4 separate regions of the Sus scrofa genome follow, and all the other regions are linked to region 2. The links are chromatin contacts, called in public Hi-C, HiChIP or PLAC-seq and promoter capture Hi-C maps. All regions are on one chromosome and are shown on one strand. The core of a region is the stretch at or near the end of the contact, and the rest is flanking DNA. Distances in the headings are between cores, read along the strand shown. Region 1 holds the start of ANKRD11 (ankyrin repeat domain-containing protein 11). Region 2 holds the start of TCF25 (transcription factor 25). Region 3 holds the start of SPG7 (paraplegin). Region 4 holds the start of CHMP1A (charged multivesicular body protein 1A).

The links. Promoter capture Hi-C pulls out the DNA fragments that hold promoters and counts their contacts. A called contact is a pair of places that touch in the nucleus more often than the background predicts. HiChIP or PLAC-seq counts read pairs in DNA pulled down with a chosen protein or histone mark.
Region 1: a contact with region 2 is called in an H3K27ac HiChIP or PLAC-seq map of alveolar macrophages. The contact joins the promoter of ANKRD11 here to the promoter of TCF25 in region 2. A contact is called at or near these places in 1 of 47 Hi-C or Micro-C datasets (liver) and 1 of 2 datasets of contacts at active chromatin or transcription factors (alveolar macrophages).
Region 3: a contact with region 2 is called in a Hi-C map of liver, with 5 times the contacts expected there. The contact joins the promoter of SPG7 here to the promoter of TCF25 in region 2. A contact is called at or near these places in 2 of 47 Hi-C or Micro-C datasets (both in liver) and 1 of 2 datasets of contacts at active chromatin or transcription factors (alveolar macrophages).
Region 4: a promoter capture Hi-C map of liver shows a contact between it and region 2, with 4 times the contacts expected there. The contact joins the promoter of CHMP1A here to the promoter of TCF25 in region 2. A contact is called at or near these places in 1 of 5 promoter capture datasets (liver), 1 of 47 Hi-C or Micro-C datasets (heart right ventricle) and 1 of 2 datasets of contacts at active chromatin or transcription factors (alveolar macrophages).

Annotation. Positions count from the first base shown.
Region 1 is chr6:454,475-457,185 of Sscrofa11.1, forward strand. It overlaps ANKRD11 (ankyrin repeat domain-containing protein 11), which reads left to right and starts at 1,382. Exons shown (of 14, transcript XM_021097042.1): 1 at 1,382-1,643.
Region 2 is chr6:207,436-210,422 of Sscrofa11.1, forward strand. It overlaps TCF25 (transcription factor 25), which reads right to left and starts at 1,406. Exons shown (of 18, transcript XM_021097023.1): 1 at 1,079-1,406. The coding sequence starts at 1,270.
Region 3 is chr6:437,461-440,462 of Sscrofa11.1, forward strand. SPG7 (paraplegin) reads right to left here and starts at 1,746. Exons shown (of 17, transcript XR_002345286.1): 1 at 1,549-1,746. It overlaps LOC102168077 (a long non-coding RNA gene), which reads left to right and starts at 1,837. Exons shown (of 2, transcript XR_002345290.1): 1 at 1,837-2,760; 2 at 2,889-3,002.
Region 4 is chr6:350,548-353,265 of Sscrofa11.1, forward strand. CHMP1A (charged multivesicular body protein 1A) reads left to right here and starts at 1,331. Exons shown (of 7, transcript NM_001243360.1): 1 at 1,331-1,440. The coding sequence starts at 1,434. It overlaps SPATA33 (spermatogenesis-associated protein 33), which reads right to left and starts at 1,440. Exons shown (of 3, transcript XM_013994369.2): 1 at 1,075-1,440; 2 at 553-717. The coding sequence starts at 1,435.

The DNA of each region.
Region 1 (2,711 bases), core at 132-2,631, 250 kb after region 2:
ACTCCAACTCCCAATATTTTTGAATTAATGTATTAAAGGGCACAACTTTTTCCTTTAGCCTGCACGTCTTTACTCTGTATTCCTACCCATTCTGCTTCTGTGGAACTTCACTTTTCTTTGGTCTTAGTATGACTTCAGATTATTTCAAGGCCACTTGCATCCGTATTCATATTTCCTACTTTAAATTCCCTATGTGGTTGAGGTCAGTGTTTTTCAAATGTTCCCAAGGATGAGTATTATCAGGGACCAAAATAAAAAATGCCAATTCTTAGTTCCCTCCCATCGAGATTGGCACAGCAGGTGGAGTCTGAGATTGCTACTGGCTAATTCTTACAATGGCAAATATAGCAATCCCTGGGACATCTTAGACAGGCTTGTCGGCCCACAGGTTGGCTGTAACTGTCGGGAGTCCCTTCACCTAGGGAAGCTGTGGGTTGTGGACGGGAAGGGCAAAACCCAGCTGCCTAGAGGCGTGAGAGCCTGGTCCAGTCCCGACGTGGCCCCAGGAGAGGGCACCGTCTGGGTCTCCCATTTGCTCCTTAAGAAAGAGGTCTGAGGAATTCCCGTCGTGGCGCAGCGGTTAACGAATCCGACTAGGAGCCGTGAGGTTGCGGGTTCGATCCATGGCCTTGCTCAGTGGGTTAAGGATCCGGCATTGCCGTGAGCTGTGGTGTAGGTCGCAGACGCGGCTCGGATCCCGTGTCGCTGTGGCTGTGGCGTAGGCCAGCGGCTAACTAACAGCTCCGATTAGACTCCTAGCGTGGGAACCTCCATATGCCTGGAGAGCGGCCTTAGAAACGTCAAAAAAAAGACAAAAAAAAAAAAAGAGGTCTGAGAGGTGAGTCGGTCTGCGGCCGGCGGCGGAACACCCCTAGTCTAGCAGCAGGTGCAGCCAGAGCAAGACCGAGTTGCTGTGAGCAGACAGAGCACTACAGGCCAATCCCCGCTGACCTCCTAGTGGATACCGCGGTTCTTGTCTTGCAGCGCCTTCCGCGCCAGACCCACTTTGGACGGCTCCCCTTGCCGCTTCCGGCACTTGGAAAGGCCAATCGTCACGTCGGAGAACCAAAGGCCCGCCCCTCCGCGATGCAGGTAGCCAATTCAAGCTGCTTGCTCCCGGCGTCCCGTGCGCCTGGTCGTACGACCTTGTCCAATCCGTCCCGGGACTTCCTTCTGGTCCCGCCCCGGCCTGTCCCAGAAGCTGTCAATCTTGCCGTCTCCCTTGGCCCCGCGCGCACTTCCTCCCCGACGCCGTGACGTGCGCAGCCCTGAGCCCGACTGCGGCGGGCCAATGGCGGTGGCGGATACGGCGGGCCAATGGGCGGCAGCGTCTCATGCGGCCTGCGCCGTCGCAGCCGCCGCCGGGTCCCGGAGCCAGAGGCCGCCCGAGCCGGAGCGCGATGGAGCGAGGGCCCCAGGCGGGGAGGCGTCGCCGAGCGCGCGGCCCGACGCCCCCTCAGTGAGCGCCCAACCGCCACGGCGCCGCCCGAGGGCGGACTCGCCTCCGCCGCCTCGCCGCCGCGCCAGAGCTCGGAGCCCGCGCTGCCTTCCCGCTCGGGCCGCGGGCCGGGGACGGGCCGGGGCTGCATGGCCTCGCCCGCGCGCCGCCCCTGAGCCGCGGGCCGGAGCCGGAGCCTGAACCGGTGAGAGCCGAGATCGCGCGGGGGTCGGGACGAGCGCGGGGCGTGGGGCGGCTTCGCGGCCTGCAGGCCTCCCGCGCCGGGCGGAGCTGCGCTGCAGGCTCGGCGGGTCTGGGGGCCGGGGTCCCAGGCAGCCCTGACGGGCCGATGGGGCTCCGGGCGGGCCTGAAGGCCTGGGGGGCAGTCGAAACGGCCGACGGCTGACTTCGGGCGGGCTTGGGAGCCTGGGGCCGCCGGGGGGCTCCAGGCTGGCCTTGGGGGCCTGGGGGGCTGCGGGTGGGCCTGGGGGGCTGCGGGTGGGTCTGGGGGGCCCGGAGGCCTGACTGGGGGCTCCGGGCGGGCCCGGGGACCCGGGGGGGCCTACGGTGGTCCCAGGACAACCTTGAGAGGCAGAGGGTGGGCTTGGGGCGAGTCTGGGGAGCTCGAGAGGCCGACGGGGCGCTCCGGGTGGGCCCGGGGACCCGGGGGTCCTTAGGCAGCCGGGAGGGGCAGAGGGTGGGCTCCGAGGGGGCCTTGGCGGGGCGGCCGGGCCGCCTCGAGGGGCCGACAGGGGGGCTGCAGGGGGCCCCGGGCACCTGGGGAGCGGGCCGCAGACCTCTGACCCGCGGGAGGGGCGCCTTCGCGGTGCGGGCCGTAGTTGTTATTCCCAGCGTCCCTATTATTATCGCTGTTTTGAAATGGGAGCAGGCGGCTTTGGGCTCTGAGCCGGAGGGGGCGGGCGAGCCGGGGCCCTGGAGGGAGAGGGGGCTTTAGGGCCGCAGGAGGCGCGTGGGCCCGCGGAGGGGCAGGAATGCGGGGCAGCGGCGCGGGGGTGTTTCGGGGGGAGGGTAGGCGGGACTGGGGGGCGGGGGGGGGAGGGAAGCGGCGGCGGCTGCAACAGCAGCCCTTGGCCTCAAGGAACAATGTGAGACGTTGCCTGAAATGTTAATTTCCGTTCCTCATTTCATCATCCCCTGGCAGGGCGGTAGCTGTGTGTGTGTGTGTGTGTGTGTGTGTGTGTATGTGTGTGTGTGTGTATGTGTGTGTGTGTATGTATGTATATGTAAGGTTGGCTCTGCCACATGGATTCAA
Region 2 (2,987 bases), core at 156-2,655:
CAGAAAACTTAAGGATGCAGGATGGGATGGAAGCGCTGGGAAAACAACTGTGGAGGCTGAGGGGCACCTCTGAGGGTTACCCGTACGTCTCTGTGTATATCTGAAACTTCCCATGATACAAAAGTTAAAAAGAAAGAGGTGACAAGAAACGGGCAAGCAAGAAGGCTCCGAGGAGGCGAACGAAGAGTCAGGAGGACCCGAAGAACAACGGAGTCCCCCCTTCACCAGAACGACAAGGTCAGGCTCTTACCCAAGAGGAACAGGAGCAGCAATTTCTACACCCAACGCCCAGACTGGCAGCCCGCGCGCCCCACTGTCTCAGGAGGGGCCCGTAACTTGGCAACTTTCGGTAAAGTTGGGAGCAGTAGCCAGACCAAGAAGGAGCTGACAAGCATGGCTGGTTGCTCTATGGTCTTCAAAACTACTGCTACGCCTTCAAACACGCAGCAACAGCTGTGGAGTCCCTACGTGGGTGGGCACGAGGTGCTGGGGACATAAGGCCAGCGGAACAGGCATCCCTGCTGCACAGGGCGGTCAGGGCAGCAGGCGCTCCGCACAGACGTGCAAAAGTAGAGAATGAGGCCGGCGACAAGGAGACCCCGGTTGTTGTTACTTAATTCCCATCTACTGTGTCGTTTCTCTGGGCCAGACACCTGCCGGGGGGGACGCAGAGATGACCCAGAGCCAGACAATGAGCCCTGGGGTGTGTGGAAAAGATGAGAACGTTCGTGAAGGCCCTGCGATGACTCGGCTTCGGAGGCACTTAACCCTGAAATCCAGGTTGGAGCCCCGAGACCCCGCCCACCGCGCTGCGGTCCCGCCCCCAGAGCCGGCCACACCCACTCCGCCGCAGCGGGGACCCACTAACCCCGCCCATGGACGCTATGGCCCCGCCCCTCACCGCAGCCCAAACCCAACGTAGCACCGCCCCGTGGGCTCAGGCCACCGCCCACCCCCTTGGCCCCGCCCTCCCCACTGCAGCTCCGACCCCGCCGCCCCGCCCCGTGACGTCACGGACCCGCCACCTCGCAGGCCGCCCCCACCCGCTGCCCCCAGCCCCGGTAGCCCTGCTGCTCACCAGCTCGAACCGGTTGTTGACGCGGACGCCCTCCTTCCCTGTGCCCCGGGCACGCCGGCCACCTGGCCCCTGCTGTGGGCATTCTTCTTCTGCATCATCGTCATCATGGAGGACAAACTGCAGGGCGCCGGGCCCAAGGGGCTCCTGGCCGCGCTGTTCCCCCCTCAGCCTCCGGAGGGCCCGGCGCGACATAGGACCCAACAGCCGCTGACGTCTGGAGACCGGCAGAAGGAAGAGCAGAAAAGAGAGCGGCCGGCGCGCCTGCGCACTTACAGCGCGGTGGCGCGAGGCTGGCGCGTCGCGTCTGCGCGGTGCCGCTCTCCCGAAGTCCCGCCCAGTCGTCGGTATCATCAAAGAAGGTGCGTACGCTTCCGGACGAGTTCTCGCGAGAATGGGCGGGTCCGCCGGCCTCTGTTTCCTGTTCTGGAGGCGCGCCCGCGACGCACATCGGGACCGGGCGGGGCGAACCGGGGGCGCGCAGGCTCAGATCCTCAGGCCTCTGCTCTAGGCGGCGAGGTGGTGCTGTCGAGGTGGGGAGGCTCGGGCTGCAGCGGGAAGCCCGGGGGACCCAGTCCCGGTAGGTCGCCTCCACGGCCGGCGGCCAGACGATGCTGTGCTTGTGAGAAGTCGGCCCTCCGAAACGCAGGAGCTTCCCAAGCAGCGGATCGGGTCACCCCCTCCCCGGGAGACCCCGGGTCTGCCCTGGGAGTCTGCTTTTTGCTTGCGTCCCAGGTGATTCTCCTGTATACTGGGTGTGGGGATCCTTGGTCTGAGGTGGAGGCTTGCCACGCTTACGGTGTGTCCTAACGGTGATGATCAGGGGCCCAATCCCTAGAAATTCCGAGGTGGGGCCTGGCATTGATTTTCTCTTTATCTTCAGGAGAGTAGAATGCGCAGGCAGATTTGAGAAGCCCTGCACTGCAGAGGTGCAAGTGCCAGGCTAAGGTGGTTTGGCGTGGGTAATTGGCACTGAGCTGGGGTTGACTCAGTGTGGCGCCCAAGCCAGGCCCTAGACTGAGTTCTTACCTCCTCCTGGAAGGTAGATATCACTCCCCACCCTGCCCCTTTTACAGATAAAGACTTAAGAGAATAAGGAACTGGCTCAGGTAGAATCTGGATCTGCATTTGTGTCTGTGGCTCCGGAGTTCAGATGAGGAAGTCTGCCGACGGAGACCGAGAAGCAAGGCGGGTTGGGTTACCTGCAAGTACTAGGCCCTGGGATCGCACTGACTGGCACAGGCTGCTGCCTCAACCCCCTGCCCCACCCTCCAACCCAGCTACTGAGAGTTGGGCTCAGCTCAGACAGGACCTCCGGGGCACTGCCCTCCAGAGAATTCCGAGCATGCAGGGCCAGCCATGTCCACTAGATCTTGTGTCATCGCTGGCCCCCGGAGCGAACAGCTTATGCAGGCATGTTGCCTCGCCTGTGCTGGGAACGTGGGCCGGCCATCCCACGCAGAACTGCTCCTGCCTGGCTCCTGTGGGTCGGTGGCCATGAGGCTTCGAGCAGTACCTTACCCGAACAGGCAGCTCTGAACACTGTCTCTCCCTGTACTTTCCAAGGCCTGGTCCTCAGCAAGGGAAGTTTGGTTGTAAACACTTGCAGGGTAAGTGGCCTCTGTCTCTCATGATCTAAATTAGGGGAGGGCGCAGCACAACAATGGACGGAAAAAGCATGTATACATATATGTGTAACTTGGTCCCCATGCTGTATCGTGGAAAAATAAATAAATAAAATTTGTTATAAAAAAAATAAATAGGAGTTCCCGTCGTGGCGCAGTGGTTAGCGAATCCGACTAGGAACCATGAGGTTGCGGGTTCGGTCCCTGCCCTGGCTCAGTGGGTTAACGATCCGGCGTTGCCGTGAGCTGTGGTGTAGGTTGCAGACGCGGCTCGGATCCCGCGTTGC
Region 3 (3,002 bases), core at 496-2,995, 230 kb after region 2:
TAAAAGTTTTCCTCTTGGGCGTTCCCTTCGTGGCTCAGTGGTTAACAAACCTAAGATCCATGAGGATACAGGTTCATCCCTTGGCTCACTCAGCGGGTTAAGGATCTGGTGTTGCCGTGAGCTGTGGTGTACAGGTCGCAGACATGGCTCGGATTCTTCGTCGCTGTGGCTATGGTGTAGGCCGGCAGCAGCTCCAGTTTGACCCTTTGCCTGGGAACCTCCATATACCATGAGTGTGGCCCTAAAAAGCAAAAAAAAAAAAAAAAAAGTCTCTTCTTGGTTCAGTGATGACAAGAAGGCATATAAGGGAAACTCGGCCAAGTAAATGAATAACATTAGTGTGGTAAATAGTAACAAAGGGGGGGGGTCACTCTTCAAAATCAGCCCTAGAATTCCCTAGTGACTCAGCAGGTTAAGAATCCAGTGTTATAAGTGCAGTGGTTCCAGTTACTGCAGCAGCGCCGGTCCCATTCAAGGCCTGACAATTTGCAAATGCTGTGGGTAGAGCCAAAAAAAAAAAAAACTCCCCAAGACAAAGAACACAGTCAGCCCTAAATACCATTTGCTTAAACCTCACATACTTTGATTACTCTTACAGCCCTTAGTGAGGTAATCTGCTCTATGTCACAAGTACATGAGAACTGCCTACTTCGGCCTTTATCTTCATAGAATGATCAGAGTCTGACAACAGATGATATGATTTTCCTCAACAGAATTAAAAAACCGGAGTTCCCATTGTGGCTCAGTGGTTAACGAATCCGACTAGGAACCATGAGGTGGTGGGTTCGATCCCTGGCCTCGCTCAGTGGGTTAACGATTCGGCGTTGCCATGAGCTGTGGTGTAGGTTGCAGACGTGGCTTGGATCCCGCGTTGCTGTGGCTGTGGCGTAGACCAGTGGCTATAGCTCCGATTCAACCCCTAGCCTGGGAACCTCCATATGCTGCAGGAGCGGTCCTAGAAAAGGCAAAAAAATAAAAAAACAAAAACAAAAAGTGCAATATATCTATAGTTGCCTTGGCAGGGTGGCCAGGTATCTAGAATAGAATTAAAATATGAAATTGGTCCTAAAACTATGGTAAAATGGAACAACATAACCTAAAAGAGGGCTAAAAAGCACCAGGACTTAAGGTCTTTGTTTCAGGGTGAAATGTTGACCTCACAGGACCTGGAACAATCTTTACACAGTCAATGAGTTTGTGTTCACAAGTCAAGCTACAGCACAAAAGTAAAACAGTTACAGGTGTTTTTCTCACAAACAAAACTTTCAGAAAGCCCACTTAAGAGCATCTGGAAGGCGCTGGAATTCAACCTGGTGACATCTGATCTATGCGAGCCAAGTGCAAAACTGTGCTCTGCTAAAAAGTGATGGAAGTCTTACTCGACTCAATTCCAAAGCGCTATGAAAAGCAGCAGAAGATAGCAACACACAAAACCAGGGCTAGAAAAACGCCAAGGCGGGGCCGTGCGGCCTCGCCCACGCCCCTCCCCCGGGGGCAGCCAGCTGGAGCGGCACCGCCCGCAGCACCACGCCAGGGGCCGCACCTCACCTGCAGGACTCGGCTTCCAGGCCCGACACAACCCACTGGAGGCCTGTGGACCACGTACAGCCACCTCCACCCGACCCCGGCGGAGCAGCCCGGGCTCCTGCCTGAGCAGCAGCCCCGCAGTCGCCCCCGCCCGGGCCCTGGCCCCGGGCGGAGAGCGCGTAGCAGCAGCCACGGCGCCGCCATGTTGACCCGGAAGCGGTACCTACGCGGTCCGGGCCTCCCGGGGCGCCTGCGCGGTCCCGGCCTCCCGGGGCGCCTGCGCGGTCCCGGCCTCCTCGGGGCGCCTGCGCGGTCCGGGCTGCCTGCGCAGTCAGGCCGGCTGCGTCTCTGATCCCGCAGAGGTTCGCAGGTGGTTTGAGGCGCCACACTGTGCAGAGCGCTGCGAGTAGACCTGCAGCCGGGCGGACGCGGGAGGGAGGGCTTCAGGACTCTGCGCCGGGCCGCTTTTCCCAGGAGGACTTGGCGCAGCGGCTCCTAAGGCCGCGGAGGGCGCGAGAGAGCCCGAAGGGCGTGGAGCGTGCGCAGATGCGACCCTGACCGCGACTCCTGCTCGGATCCCCGACTCAGACCAGGACTTCGACCCCAACTCCCGCCTGGATCCCCGACCCTAACTCCGACTCCCCCCCCGGGACCAGGACTCTGACCCCGACTCCGATCCGCAGACCCAGTCAGGTCTTGGCGCGGGGAGGGTGCTGCCCAGGGGAGGGCTTTGCTGGTGCAGCCTCTGGCCCCTGGGCGGTGCCTGGAAGGTCCTGCGCGCTAGAGGACGAGGAAGGGGCCTCGGGTAAGAGCAGGGTCTTCAGAAGAGGGTAGCAGACGGCTGGCATTCTTGTCCTTCAAGATGCTTAATTTCGGAGAGGTTACAACCTTCTCCTGGAGGCAGGCGGACTCACTCTGGAAGTCGTGCCCATCTCTTGTGTCCAGGATCACAGCCCAAGAGAAGTAGGCCACTCTCGTCCCTGGGGAAAGGGCAGGGGTCTGAGGCATCCTGCCCTTGGGATTCCGTACCCTATGGTCCCTCTTTCGCGGCCCACCTGAGGTCTGGTGCTTGAATGCTTAGCTCTGAGACTGCTGGTTGTGTTACAGGGTCACTTCAGCTTGTTTCTCTGTTTTTCTGTATTCCCCAGATTCCTGGTCGCTCAAGGAGAGCCAGTTCTCCTAACTGCTACCTAGTGCCTGGCGCCATGTCAAACATTCATTTACTCTTCACAGGTGTGCAGACTCCTTTTATGTCTGTTTTACAGAGAGGGAAACAGATTTAGAGCAATTTAAAGTAAGCTCCCGAGGTTACAGCTAAGGAGTCATGAGCAGAATTTCAGAGCTCGTTTGACTGTTTGCAGGGCCTGTGCTCTCCGACCTATGGATTCAGGTGTGACAGGAGTGACAGGTATGACACACGTCAGCCATCCTTCCCCCACAGTCGTGAAGCTAGAAAGGTTTGGGGACTTTTTAAG
Region 4 (2,718 bases), core at 81-2,580, 140 kb after region 2:
CTGTGCTCCATGGAGCGGCCTTCCCGCTGTGTTCCAGCCTGTGGGATGCAGGAGGGGTGACCGTGGGGCCACAGGCGTCCCACCCTCTGGATGAAGGCAGACCTGCATGGCACACAGTGAGGCTCTTTTTTTTTTTTTTTCTTTTTTGGCCGCCCTGAATGTGGGGTTCCCAGGCCAGGAATCAGATCTGGGCTGTAGTTGTGACCTAGCCGCAGCTGAAGCCACACCGGACCCTTAGCCCACTGTGCCAGGCCAGGGATTGAACCTGTGTCCTGGTCCTGCATAAGCGTCACTGATTCCTTTTCAGCACAGCAGGAACTCCTGGCCAGGCCCTCCTGACTGGGGAGGGCACCCGTCACTCGGGAGCGCACCTAAACCTTTCTCGAACTGACACCTTCCATCTAGGATTCGGGATGTCCACCTCCTGGATCCAGGACCTCAAAACCCTTCTGTCATGAGGACCCGCCCCCTGACTCCAGCATCCCTTCACTCAGACCCATCTCCAAACTCCTTGAGTCACAAACCTCCTGTCCCTTCCTGGGCGTGTCCTACCTTGGACTTCAGACACAGGCCATTCCTGCTCAGCTGCCTCTTTCTCCTGCTGTGGGCTCTCCAAAGGCTCAGTGTCTGGAGGCCTCTCAGGCTCTGGGGAGGGCCTGTCCATCAGCCTTTCCTTAGCCTTGGGGATTGAATAGATGTGTCTCTCCGGCTCCTCACCTGAAATAGACGGATCTTAATTAGACCTATATTTTCCTGAGTCCAGGGCAACGCGGCCCATCCTTCCTCAGTTTCCTGCTTTGGTCCAGAATGAAATAAGATAGCCTGAAAGACATGGGTCACTCCGCTTCCCTACACGTGTATACTTCCCCGAAGCCTGTCAGGTCGTCAGGGAGGACCCGGGGCAGGAGGACCTGCGCGGGTGGGGCCGCGACGAGGGACGGCGGGCGGGCGGCCCTTCACCTTCGCTTTCCCAGGTTTGTGTTTGTTTTTTTTGGGGGGGAGGGTTGCTTGTTTTTTGGCCGCCCCCGCGGCATATCAGATCCCGGACCCACTCTGCCGGGCCGGGGACCGGACCTGCGGCCCTGCGCGCTAGAGACGCCACCGACCCCGTTGCGCCACAGCAGGGACTCCTGTGTTTGCTTCCGCAAAGTCCCATAGGTGAGCCGGCCACCCGCGCCGGCTGAGCCCCTCGGCGGCGCTCAGCCGGCTGACTCACAGTGGCCCCGCGGCGGCGGCGCGGGCCCGGTGGTCTCCATGGCAACGCCGCGGCCCTCGGGAGGGGCCGCGCTCTCGCGAGAGGGCCCGGCCGCCGGAAGGGGAGGCGACCCGGAAGTGCCCGCCCGGCCGCCAGCCTGCGCCGGTTGGCTCCTTCGACGCCGCTGGGAGATTCCCGTCCCGCCGCTCCCGCCAGGCCTGCCGCTGCCGGACCCGCCATGGACGGTAAGGGGCCGCCTCGCTCCAGGGGCGTGCGGGGCGGGGCCGCCTCTCCCGCGGGCGAGGCTCAGGCGGGCGCCCGTGGCCTCGATCCCAGGCCTGGTCCCGCTCCCCGACGGCGGACGCCGGCGGCTCCTCCCGGGACCGCGATCCCCGACCGTGGATCCCGGGGCCTCGACTCAGGACTTCAACCCCAGACCCCGATCCCCACCCTGGAGCCCGGAGCCTCCACCGGGGACCCCGATCCCTGACCCCCTCCTCGGCGGCCGGCTGCCCCTGCCCCTCCTATCTCCCCCATCCCCCAATCCAAGGCCCTGGCGGGGGACATCGGCCCTTGGGGGCCCTGAGATGCCGGCCAGAGCGCCGCGGAAAAGGAGACAGTTGCACCTCTGCCCCCAGAACACCGGGAAGGGAAATAGGAAGAGCTCAGGACGGAAGCAGTCGTCATGAGCCAGGCAAAACATCTCTTGATGGGAACTGTACACTCCCATTCTGCAGATGGGAAAACGGGTTGAGACAGTGTCCGTGCAGGCACAGACTCCGGGCAGCCTGGCGCCCTCCTACCTCCCTCCACTGCCCGCAGCACCACCTCAGGACCCTCTGCCCTGCTCTGTTCAAGAAACAGGAAGAATCAGTGACAGTGAGGGTACCTACCTTTCTCGAAGGTTTAAGGGCTGGTGTGATAGAGGTTGTGAAATGTCCCGCCCCGGCCCAGCGCACATACACACAGGCGTTGTGTTTTCCCCGTAACTCTTTTCTCCGGGTCCGATTTTGCCCTTCAGACTCTTTCCCTCCCGCTCAAGTCCGGGCCACACCCAGTCCAGCCTTGCTCTCCCTGCTGTCTGTACATGGCCTGCCACCTGTGCTCAGGGGGCACAGATGGCTCTGGCCTTGACCGGACTTGCACGGATGGGTGATGGGTGCCCAAACAGACCTGAAACTCCCCTGAGCTCTCAGCTGGCACACCTGACGTGCCTTTCTGGTTCCAGATTCCGGCTAGAGGATTTTCGTTCTTCATTCTGGGTTAGTGTGGTAAACCCTTTCAGGAATTAGTCTCCAAATTTAGAACAGGATTTTTTTTTTTTTTTTTTTTTTTTTTTTGGTCTTTTTAAAGGCTGTACCCGGGCCATATGGAGGTTCCCAGGCTAGGGGTCCAGTCGAAGCTGCGGCTGCCAGCCTACACCACAGCCACAGCCACTGCAATGAAGAATCTGAGCTGTGTCTGCGACCTACACCACAGCCCACAGCAGCTCCGGATCCTTAACCCACTGAGCAAGGCCAGGG